Linked DNA regions of Mus musculus: regions 1 and 2 are each linked to region 3. A link is a contact called in public Hi-C data. All regions are on one chromosome and are shown on one strand. The core of a region is the stretch at or near the end of the contact, and the rest is flanking DNA. Distances in the headings are between cores, read along the strand shown. Region 1 has its middle 22 kb from the start of Gm22070. Region 2 has its middle 59 kb from the start of Gm22070. Region 3 holds the start of Trhde (TRH-degrading enzyme).

What was found. Hi-C and Micro-C count contacts between places; a contact is called where the count stands out from the background.
Region 1: a Hi-C map of cerebellum shows a contact between it and region 3, with 4 times the contacts expected there. The contact joins the enhancer-like site here to the promoter of Trhde in region 3. A contact is called at or near these places in 1 of 39 promoter capture datasets (hippocampal neurons), 5 of 484 Hi-C or Micro-C datasets (brain, cerebellar granule neurons and cerebellum), 2 of 115 datasets of contacts at active chromatin or transcription factors (forebrain and neural progenitor cells) and 1 of 9 other capture datasets (adipose tissue).
Region 2: a Hi-C map of cerebellar granule neurons shows a contact between it and region 3, with 2.3 times the contacts expected there. The contact joins the enhancer-like site here to the promoter of Trhde in region 3. A contact is called at or near these places in 4 of 39 promoter capture datasets (embryonic stem cells, hippocampal neurons, liver and 1 more), 8 of 484 Hi-C or Micro-C datasets (cerebellar granule neurons, cerebral cortex and embryonic stem cells), 1 of 115 datasets of contacts at active chromatin or transcription factors (SST interneurons) and 1 of 9 other capture datasets (embryonic stem cells).

What each region holds. Positions count from the first base shown.
Region 1 is chr10:115,012,632-115,015,331 of GRCm38.p6, reverse strand. No RefSeq gene overlaps it. Among named protein-coding and RNA genes, the nearest start is that of Gm22070, 22 kb to the right of the region's middle. Within about 2 kb of position 1,436, at least 24 of the 459 cell types and tissues checked have an H3K27ac peak or open chromatin away from gene starts, as enhancers often do. A contact at or near this core is called in brain, cerebellar granule neurons, cerebellum and 3 more, where this site is marked.
Region 2 is chr10:115,049,062-115,051,761 of GRCm38.p6, reverse strand. No RefSeq gene overlaps it. Among named protein-coding and RNA genes, the nearest start is that of Gm22070, 59 kb to the right of the region's middle. Within about 2 kb of position 1,396, at least 5 of the 459 cell types and tissues checked have an H3K27ac peak or open chromatin away from gene starts, as enhancers often do. A contact at or near this core is called in cerebellar granule neurons, where this site is marked.
Region 3 is chr10:114,800,890-114,803,589 of GRCm38.p6, reverse strand. Trhde (TRH-degrading enzyme) reads left to right here and starts at 1,288. Exons shown (of 19, transcript NM_146241.3): 1 at 1,288-2,700. The coding sequence starts at 2,167. Gm15723 (predicted gene 15723) reads right to left here and starts at 1,864. Exons shown (of 2, transcript NR_155864.1): 1 at 1,327-1,864.

The DNA.
Region 1 (2,700 bases), core at 187-2,686, 210 kb before region 3:
CAGATATAATTCAAGAAAGAAGAATTATTATTTTTTAAACACAGCTGATTTGCTTTGTTCTTTTTTATTAGATATTTTCTTTATTTACATTTCTTTGTTCTTAAAACTGCATGTAACATAAAATTGAACATTTGGGGGTCATTTTTTTTAAACCATCCTTTCCATATGCCTTTTCAAGGGAATAAACCAAAAATTTGCTAGGAACTACTTTACTTTGGCTTAAGTTAATTGTTATTGCTTCTCTGTGGGCGTGCGCTGTAGGTGTTTGTGGCACAAGAGTAGGCTGCAGGATGACGGTTGGAATCTGTTCTCGTTTGCTTCCTTTCCCTGAGTTGCTGGGGTCCAACCGAGGTCACCAGGCTTGCACTGCAAGCTCTGTGCCCAGTGAAGCCACCCCGAAGCTCCATATCCACTCTCCTTAACTTGGACTTTGACAAAAGCCAATGCCATTTTGGACCTTGTGGGAGAGAGCTGGACCGCTCCCGAAGGATTTAAACCATGAAGACAAGGGCTTCTTGCACAATTTTGGGGATGCTTTCTCAAAGCGTGCCACGATTCCAAGCCCCTGCTTAATCGGCTGGCCTTTCTGTCCCACCTGTCTCTCTAAGGTGCTCCGACACTTTTGTCTCCTTCTGCTTCACATCTGACATTTCTATAAGTTGTTTTGTTTTGTTTTGATGCTATCCAGGAAGTACTGAATTTTATGCACGTCAATTTCTTGATATTTCCCTTTCTGGTTATGTTTCCCTGCTGCTCATCCATGAAGTGAAGGTTACTTGCTATTAACCCCTTCACTGGCTCTTTTAATCTCCATTCCAGTAAGTGCTCACACAGAGAAAATGCTTGACAAAGACCCGGTTGCAGTTGCAGTCACGTGACTTGTTTTGTTTGCCTGTTGATTTTTATATTTTACCTTTCTTTTCTCTTTTGCTCCCTACTTGAAACCTCCTGGGAAGCATGGAGATTGTTTATTTTGTAAGCAAAGGTAATTCTTTTTCACTCATTATAACAAGGCATTCAACATCAAATCTGTTTATCCCCACGCGATCCTGGACTTCAGCTTACACATTATTATATTCTCTTTGTGAATGGCTAAACTCAATTTTCAAGAGAAGGAGAATATTGAAAAGAGTCTAATGAAGCCCACTTGCAGCCCGTAGCTCGCGGGGAAAGAACCCCTCTCTCATACGGAAGAGATTGAAGTATCAGCAAACTAAAAGTTTTGCTCAGGGTGAGACAAGGTCAACGGTCTGATTTCTCTCCCCACTGTTAGCCAATATTTCCAAGTGTGAACTGAAAAATGAGTAGTTTACCAGCTACTAAGTAGGCTCAAAGACATTATCATAGGCAAAAATTTATATGGGAGCTAAGTGCAGGCTCAGGAAGAGAGAAGCCCAGGCTTTCCTCCTTGGCTCTGCGCCTCACTTCATTTCAGCTGGCTTCTGGAAGAAGCAATCAGCGGTGGTTTCCAGTGCCGCGGTGTTCCTGTGATGTGCACTCACCGAAAATCATTGATGTTTCTGCTTTAACTAGATTTAGCTGCTTTGGGTTGAAAGCTCTGTGCTGTTTGAAATCCCATTTTACTAAGCCAGACAGTGAGTAAAACCGCCGAGTCCTTCAGGAAAATTCCATCTCACAGTTAGAGGAAGCTGTTAATTACAGTTACAATCGGCTCTGAAGCACTACCTTAAAGGTACGGGACTTCTGCCTGCTCCAGCTGGTCTTTGTATCCAGCCCAGGTGGTGCCATTCAAGTGGTGTCTTGTGGTTTAGCTTCTTTGATGTGTTTCCCGGGAGACTAGCCATGCTGTGTCCCTGTAGAATGCTTCGAGATTGAGGCCACAGATTTTTTTTTTTTCTGGCATCTTGTCCACCATTTTCCATTTCTGGGATTGCAGGCTCCTCTGTTCCCCTTATCCCTCTTTATAAAGTAGCTAATTCTTAAAAAATGAATCCAAACCAGCTCAACACTCAATTACTTGTATAACTGGTCCCTCTGCACAGAAAAAGCTACCTTGGGGACTGAGACAAACTGTAGGCTTATGGATTATGAAGGTTTTTTTTTTTTACCTTAATGAAAATTTAATTTGTTATGAATGGCTCATCATAACATATGCCAAGAAGAGCGTGCCAGAAATAACAATCTGAAGGAACACACGGGATCTAAGGCTTCCATACTTCTCGGAGAGGAGAGGAGATCACTGAAACAACACATGTCAGGTTCTGTTACTGTCATTTTGCTGAGGCCATCTGTTAAAGACCAAGATCAGGACCTGCTGCGTTCACTGAATCTGCAGTTCTGGGAAGGACAATGTCACATGCAATTACGTTGATTCTGTTAAGGGGACTGTACCTGAGGGATTAATTTTTTATTTTATTTTATTTTATTTTTTATTTTAAAGGGCGAGCTCATGTTATTCTTCTACATACTCACACAAATGTAGCAGCTTTCCCAAGGAGCACTCAAATCCGCCTCACGTCGCCAGCTATTCCGTTTTTGAGACACACATTGTGAAAATAATTTGTATATGTGGATAGATATTTGAATGTGTGCATGTAAAGATGCTGAAACTATATACCTGGTAAAGTTGGCATTTAGAATACTTTGGCTTTTGGAATACATCAAGGATGACCATAATAGACTATCTGATAGTTCCTAAGTGAAAAATAGAGGACCGTTTCCTTTCATATTCTGATGAGG
Region 2 (2,700 bases), core at 147-2,646, 250 kb before region 3:
TAAATCCACATGTGGATTCTGGGAATTGAGCCCTGGTCCTGTCAAGGAGCAAGAAGTGCTCTTTAACACTGAGCCCTTGAAATTTGTTTTTGCTTTCTTACTATCCAGAGACAAAGATTCTGTTCCTACAGTTTATTTTGAGAGTTTATTAGGAAACGTGCTAACTACGGATTTGCAGCCAGACTGGACATTTTAAAAACAGATCTGAGTTGGAGGACTGTGTTCTTGTGTTGACTGTGGCATTAACTAGGTTGGGCAAACAATTTCGTCTCACTGAGCCTCGGTTTCTTTCCCTGTGTTCAAAGAGCTGGTATACTAAACTTTTGACCATGCCTCAGTGTATCCTAACTTCCTTTCCATTCCTCTCCTCCATCTTTAATGGCGAGATTGCTCATGACCACAACCAGTGGATCCAGAGAGCAGAAGCGAGGCAAGAACACCTGAGGGTGATGGAGAAACAGACCTCTCTGGAGATAAGCTTTAGAGAGCAGCTCGCTTAAATGGGGGAAGGGGAACAAAGTCTTTTTTAACCTTTGAGGGGTGAGTAGGCGCTATTGGGGGTGGGTTGAACAACAGCTAAGGATGCCTCATTTGCATAAGGAGGAAGTCTGGGTATGGCCTGGACTCGACCTTATAAGGAGAGAGGAAGTTTAACCGGGCTGTTACTGCGTGATTCCCTCTGGCATAGGCAAAGGTGGGGGGGGGGGGGGATAGGACTACCCGTGCGGGGGACATGGAGGCCAGATGCAGAGAGGGAGGGATCCCACGTCCTACAGCTCTTGAGACAAGATTTCCAGGGTTGGACATGACTACACCCAGCTCCTGTCCCAAACCGGTTCCTTCCGGTTTCATCGTTCCCCTGGCACACATCCCCACATATTACGCCAGCTGCTTCTTTCGAACCCGATCTGTAACGCTTGAGTCACCCAGGTAGACAGATCTTTTACTCCCATCTTGTTTTCTGCTCTGTGTTCGCAGCTCCCTGGGTTCACAAGTAGGGCTCTGGTGTTAGCATCAGCAGGGTATTTGTAAGCATCAGCAGTGCATTGGTTTCCTTTGCTGTTCTAAGGAGTGGCTACACGCCCTGTGGCTTAAAAGAACAGAGTTTTATTATCCCAAGGTCTCTGTACCTACAGGTCTGACACCACAGAGCCACTAGGCTCAAATCAAGCTGGAGAGAGAGAGAGCTAGCTAGCTAGCTGCTTTTTTACCTAGAAGCTGAAAGGAGACCATGCTTCCTTGTTTTTTCCCTACTTACTGGAGAACGCGGCAGTACTTGGCTCATAGCTCCTGTCTTCTGTCTTTAATGCTGTAATGATGGGGCTTAGGTCCTTACACGGTATTGCTCTGACTGTTCTTCATCGATTCCCTTGCTCTTCCGAGTCTCCTTTTCATTCCTAGGAGTCCCGTGATTACACTGGGTCGGCTGAACAGCTGCCAAATTCAAGGCCAGCTGAGCAGCAAAGCTTAATCCCATCAGTAGCCTAATTCCACCAGCAACTGCGGTTCCCTTTTCCATATTACCTAAACTATTTGGATTTGGGGAATTAGGATTTGCATCTAAAACAATAGCTGGTCCATGCAGACTTAACACACAGCTTCCTCATTCCCCGTTTTTATTTTATTTTATTTTATTTTATTTTATTTTATTTTAACAAGACTAAACAGTACAGAGTTTTGAAGAAAGCAGCAGTGGCTCTGGCTAAGATTTGCTCAAAGACCCAGGATTGTCCTGTTAGGTCTGCAGCCTTTCTACACAGTCCCCATCAGGCTAACCTTTCCAGTAAGAAGGAAATTCCTTGCTTTCTGCTCACGATTCTTAGAACATAAGACTTATTAGGACAGAGCTTCTCTTCCTTAATGACCTTAGAGATTGCAGAATTCTCGTTAATTACTTAAAAAAAAAACATTTATTTTCCTATCTTTGGGTTTATTCAGGTTGACGTTCAATTTTCTCCTTGCCACCGCTGGGGTTGGTGAATAATAAATCTGCATTGCCCCCAAATTACAAACTGCAGAATTAAACTTCGAGAGTGGAAAAATACCGTGTATTTCCTAAAGTTATTTATTCTTCCTGAACAGCTGCCTTTATAAGCCTGGGGTCGAGGAGATAAGTGAGAGACTTCCCAGTTCTCAGGTTCTTTACTCAGAAAGGTGATTGCGTCAAGTAAACACTTTTAGTCATTTTATTGCTGCAACAAAGTACTAGAGACCAGGTAATTATTAAAGGGGAAAGCTATTTGGCTTATAGTTCTGGAGAACGAGAAGTTCAAAAGTATGCTACCCAGATCTGTTTTATGTCCAGAGAGGCCTGTTGGCCACATCATAATTGGTAGAGGGTGTCACAGGCTTGTGAGCAGTAATTGGGACTAAATGATTTCATGAGACAGGGCTCCCACAATGGCATTAGTGGCTTTACAGGAAAGAGATATTTGAGCAAACACTAACACCCTCTGAATACTAACTCTGTAGGGCATTAGCTCTGCGACCACGAAATGCTACTTAATCTACTAGTACCTTGATTTCCTTATCTCTAAAATGGAAATAATATTATTTCTTCATATGAATGGCTTAAGGATTGAGTGAAAAAACATACTAAAAATTACAGATCAGTGCCTCTCACATGGTTAGTGCTGGATAGGGTCCTATTATTCTTGCTTAATGTCTGGCATACCTGGACAAAGTATGATCAAGCAGAAT
Region 3 (2,700 bases), core at 39-2,538:
TTTCACTACCCCAAAGCTAATAGTCTCTCTCTTTCTCTCTCTCTCTCTCTCTCTCTCTCTCTCTCTCTCTCTCTCTCTCTGGAAAATAATGATGGTGATGATTTCTTAAATGCAATCTGGATTTAAACAAACAAAAGAAACATGTAAAGAGACATTTCTTCATTTTTTTTTAAATTGACTGAGCCAGTCATTAACTCTTTGTCGCCTTCGAGGCGGCTGTCTTTCTAAGCATTGTTTTAGTTACAACTCTATCAGCACATTTTGAAGTTTCGATAGCACACCCCCTCTACTCTAGTGGAGAGAACTCCAACAAACTCCTGAGAGTCCAAAGGCGGCCAGCAGGCTATATATGTCCTGTGCTTTGATGATTCTTGCTGTTAGCGTACACTGGGGGTTCATAACTGTTCTAATGAAGTTTAAACACTTTTCATGATGATACAGGGGAGTTGCAAAGAAGAATTGTGCCTAGGTGAAGTAAGACGCTGACAAGTCACGTGAGTATGGATTGATACACTGTCCTACTAATATCCAAAGTCATGGGGCCTCCACCCTCAGTTTTCCTTCCATTCGTTTCTGAATATTGTATTGTGGGCATCATGTTGTAATGCTTTCCCCAATCTCAGAATAAAATGCGTTCTATGGGGAATCCTTCTCTTGTCTTTAGTCTTTACTTACGGAGGAGGACTCTACTAGTTCATTGCTAGCCATTATTTCTGACTGCACACCTAGCTTCACTACACTGGTGTAATATATGCAGCCAGGCTTTGGAGAATTTATTTCAATTTACATACAGTCCTCTAAATCCTCTGGCGAGCTTGATGTGTGATCTGACACTGCCTCCCCAGCAGGCTCTGCCTTTGCTCTTGATGCTAATAGCCCAAGGCTCCAGTGGTCCCTCTGGGGAATCCGCAGTAGGGCTAAGGAGTCGGAAGAGGGGTGACTGCGGGGCTTGTTGCGCCGAAGATTTACAATGTACTCTTGCAGGCAGCTCAGCAACCCCCTCTGTGGCTGTGGGTGTCTGGTGTGACAGAGCGGAGAAAAGCTCTCTCTAATCTCCCAGTGCCTGCCTCTGTCGCTAAACCTCTCTCCTCCCTCCTGCCTTCCCTTCCTCCTCGCTTGCTCCCTCTCTCTGCTTCCCGTTTCTCCGGGAGTTTCAGTCCCTGAATGCAGCTGGAGTACCCTTGGCAAAATCTACACCCGGAGCCCGTGTACACACACACATACACGCACACGCGCGCACACACGCGCACACACATGCACACGCGTTGGCACACACGCACGCACTTCAGTTCTTCCCCCGGGGACGCGGCTCAGACCTTCATCTACCTGAAGTGGACACCCCGACCGGACACTTCTTCACTTGTCTTCTCTGGAGGGCAGAGCATCATCGGAACGCGGGAGGCTTGCTGCCCAGTCCGCAACCTCACGCCTTTTACCGCCACCACTGCTTAAAGTGTCCAGGGTGGAGAAGGCTTCTTCAGGACGGATGCTCCGCGGCCGTGGGACTTCCTCCGGCTAGCTTACTCCAGTCCTTTCCTCGGTCCTCTGGTCCATCCTCTCCTCTTCCACTGCGGGGTGGAAGGCTCCAGCGCCTTCCGGGCTGCCGCCGCTGCCACCGCCGCAACTGTTTTGGCGAGCACATCCCACCCAGAAGACGGAACAACGCTGCCAGAGTGCGGGGGGCTGGTGAAGCCCTAACTTGTCCCCCGACTCAGTCGCTCTCCCCAGCGCTCTCTGTCCTCTTGGCCGAGCCGAGGAGAGAGCAACCGCCGCCGCCACCCTGGTAGAGTGCGGCGCCCGGGAGGACAGGCGAGCCGCAGGCGCACAGGGGCGGGGGCGGCGTGTGCCCGGGCGCCCGGTGCTGGCCCGACGAGTAGCGCGCACCCGGCGAGCGACACGCTTCCCAAGTTGGGGCGCGTCCCAGAGCTGGTTGCCCGGCTATCCGCAGCTGTTGTCTGGAGAGAGGCGGGGCTGATGGGGGTCGTCTCGGTCGTCACTAGCCTCCAGAGTCTGTCTTGAGAGAATCTGAGCTGGCCTCCCTAGGGTCCCAGCCGGCGTCGCGCCCTCCGCCCGCGTGCGGTCTCCAATGACTGCGCTGGAGGTGGCCCGGGTGGCCCGCCCGCTAGGGGTGTCGGAGGGGGCGGGGGAAGAGGAGGAGGCGGTGTGATGGCCCTGGACGGCGAGAGGGGGGAGCAAGAGGAGGAGAAGAAAAAGAAGAAGAAGAAAAAGAAGAGGAAGAAGAAGGAGGAGGAGGGGGCAGAGAAGAGCAGTTCACCCTTTGCGGCCACCATGGGAGAAGACGACGCCGCGCTCCGGGCAAGCGGCAGGGGGCTCTCGGACCCGTGGGCTGACTCGGTGGGAGTGAGACCCCGCACCACGGAGCGCCACATCGCAGTGCACAAGAGGCTTGTGCTGGCCTTTGCCGTGTCCATCGTGGCACTGCTGGCTGTCACCATGCTGGCCGTCCTGCTCAGCTTGCGATTCGACGAGTGTGGAGCGAGCGCGGCGATGCCTGGCACCGACGGTGGCCTCGGGGGTTTCCCCGAGCGCGACAGCAACAGCAGCTTTCCAGGTTCTGCCCGGCGCAACCACCACGCGGGTGGGGAATCCTCTCAGCGTGAGAGCGGCGAGGTGGGCACCCCGGGGACCCCGTCTGCCCAGCCGCCGTCGGAGGAAGAGCGGGAGCAGTGGCAGCCCTGG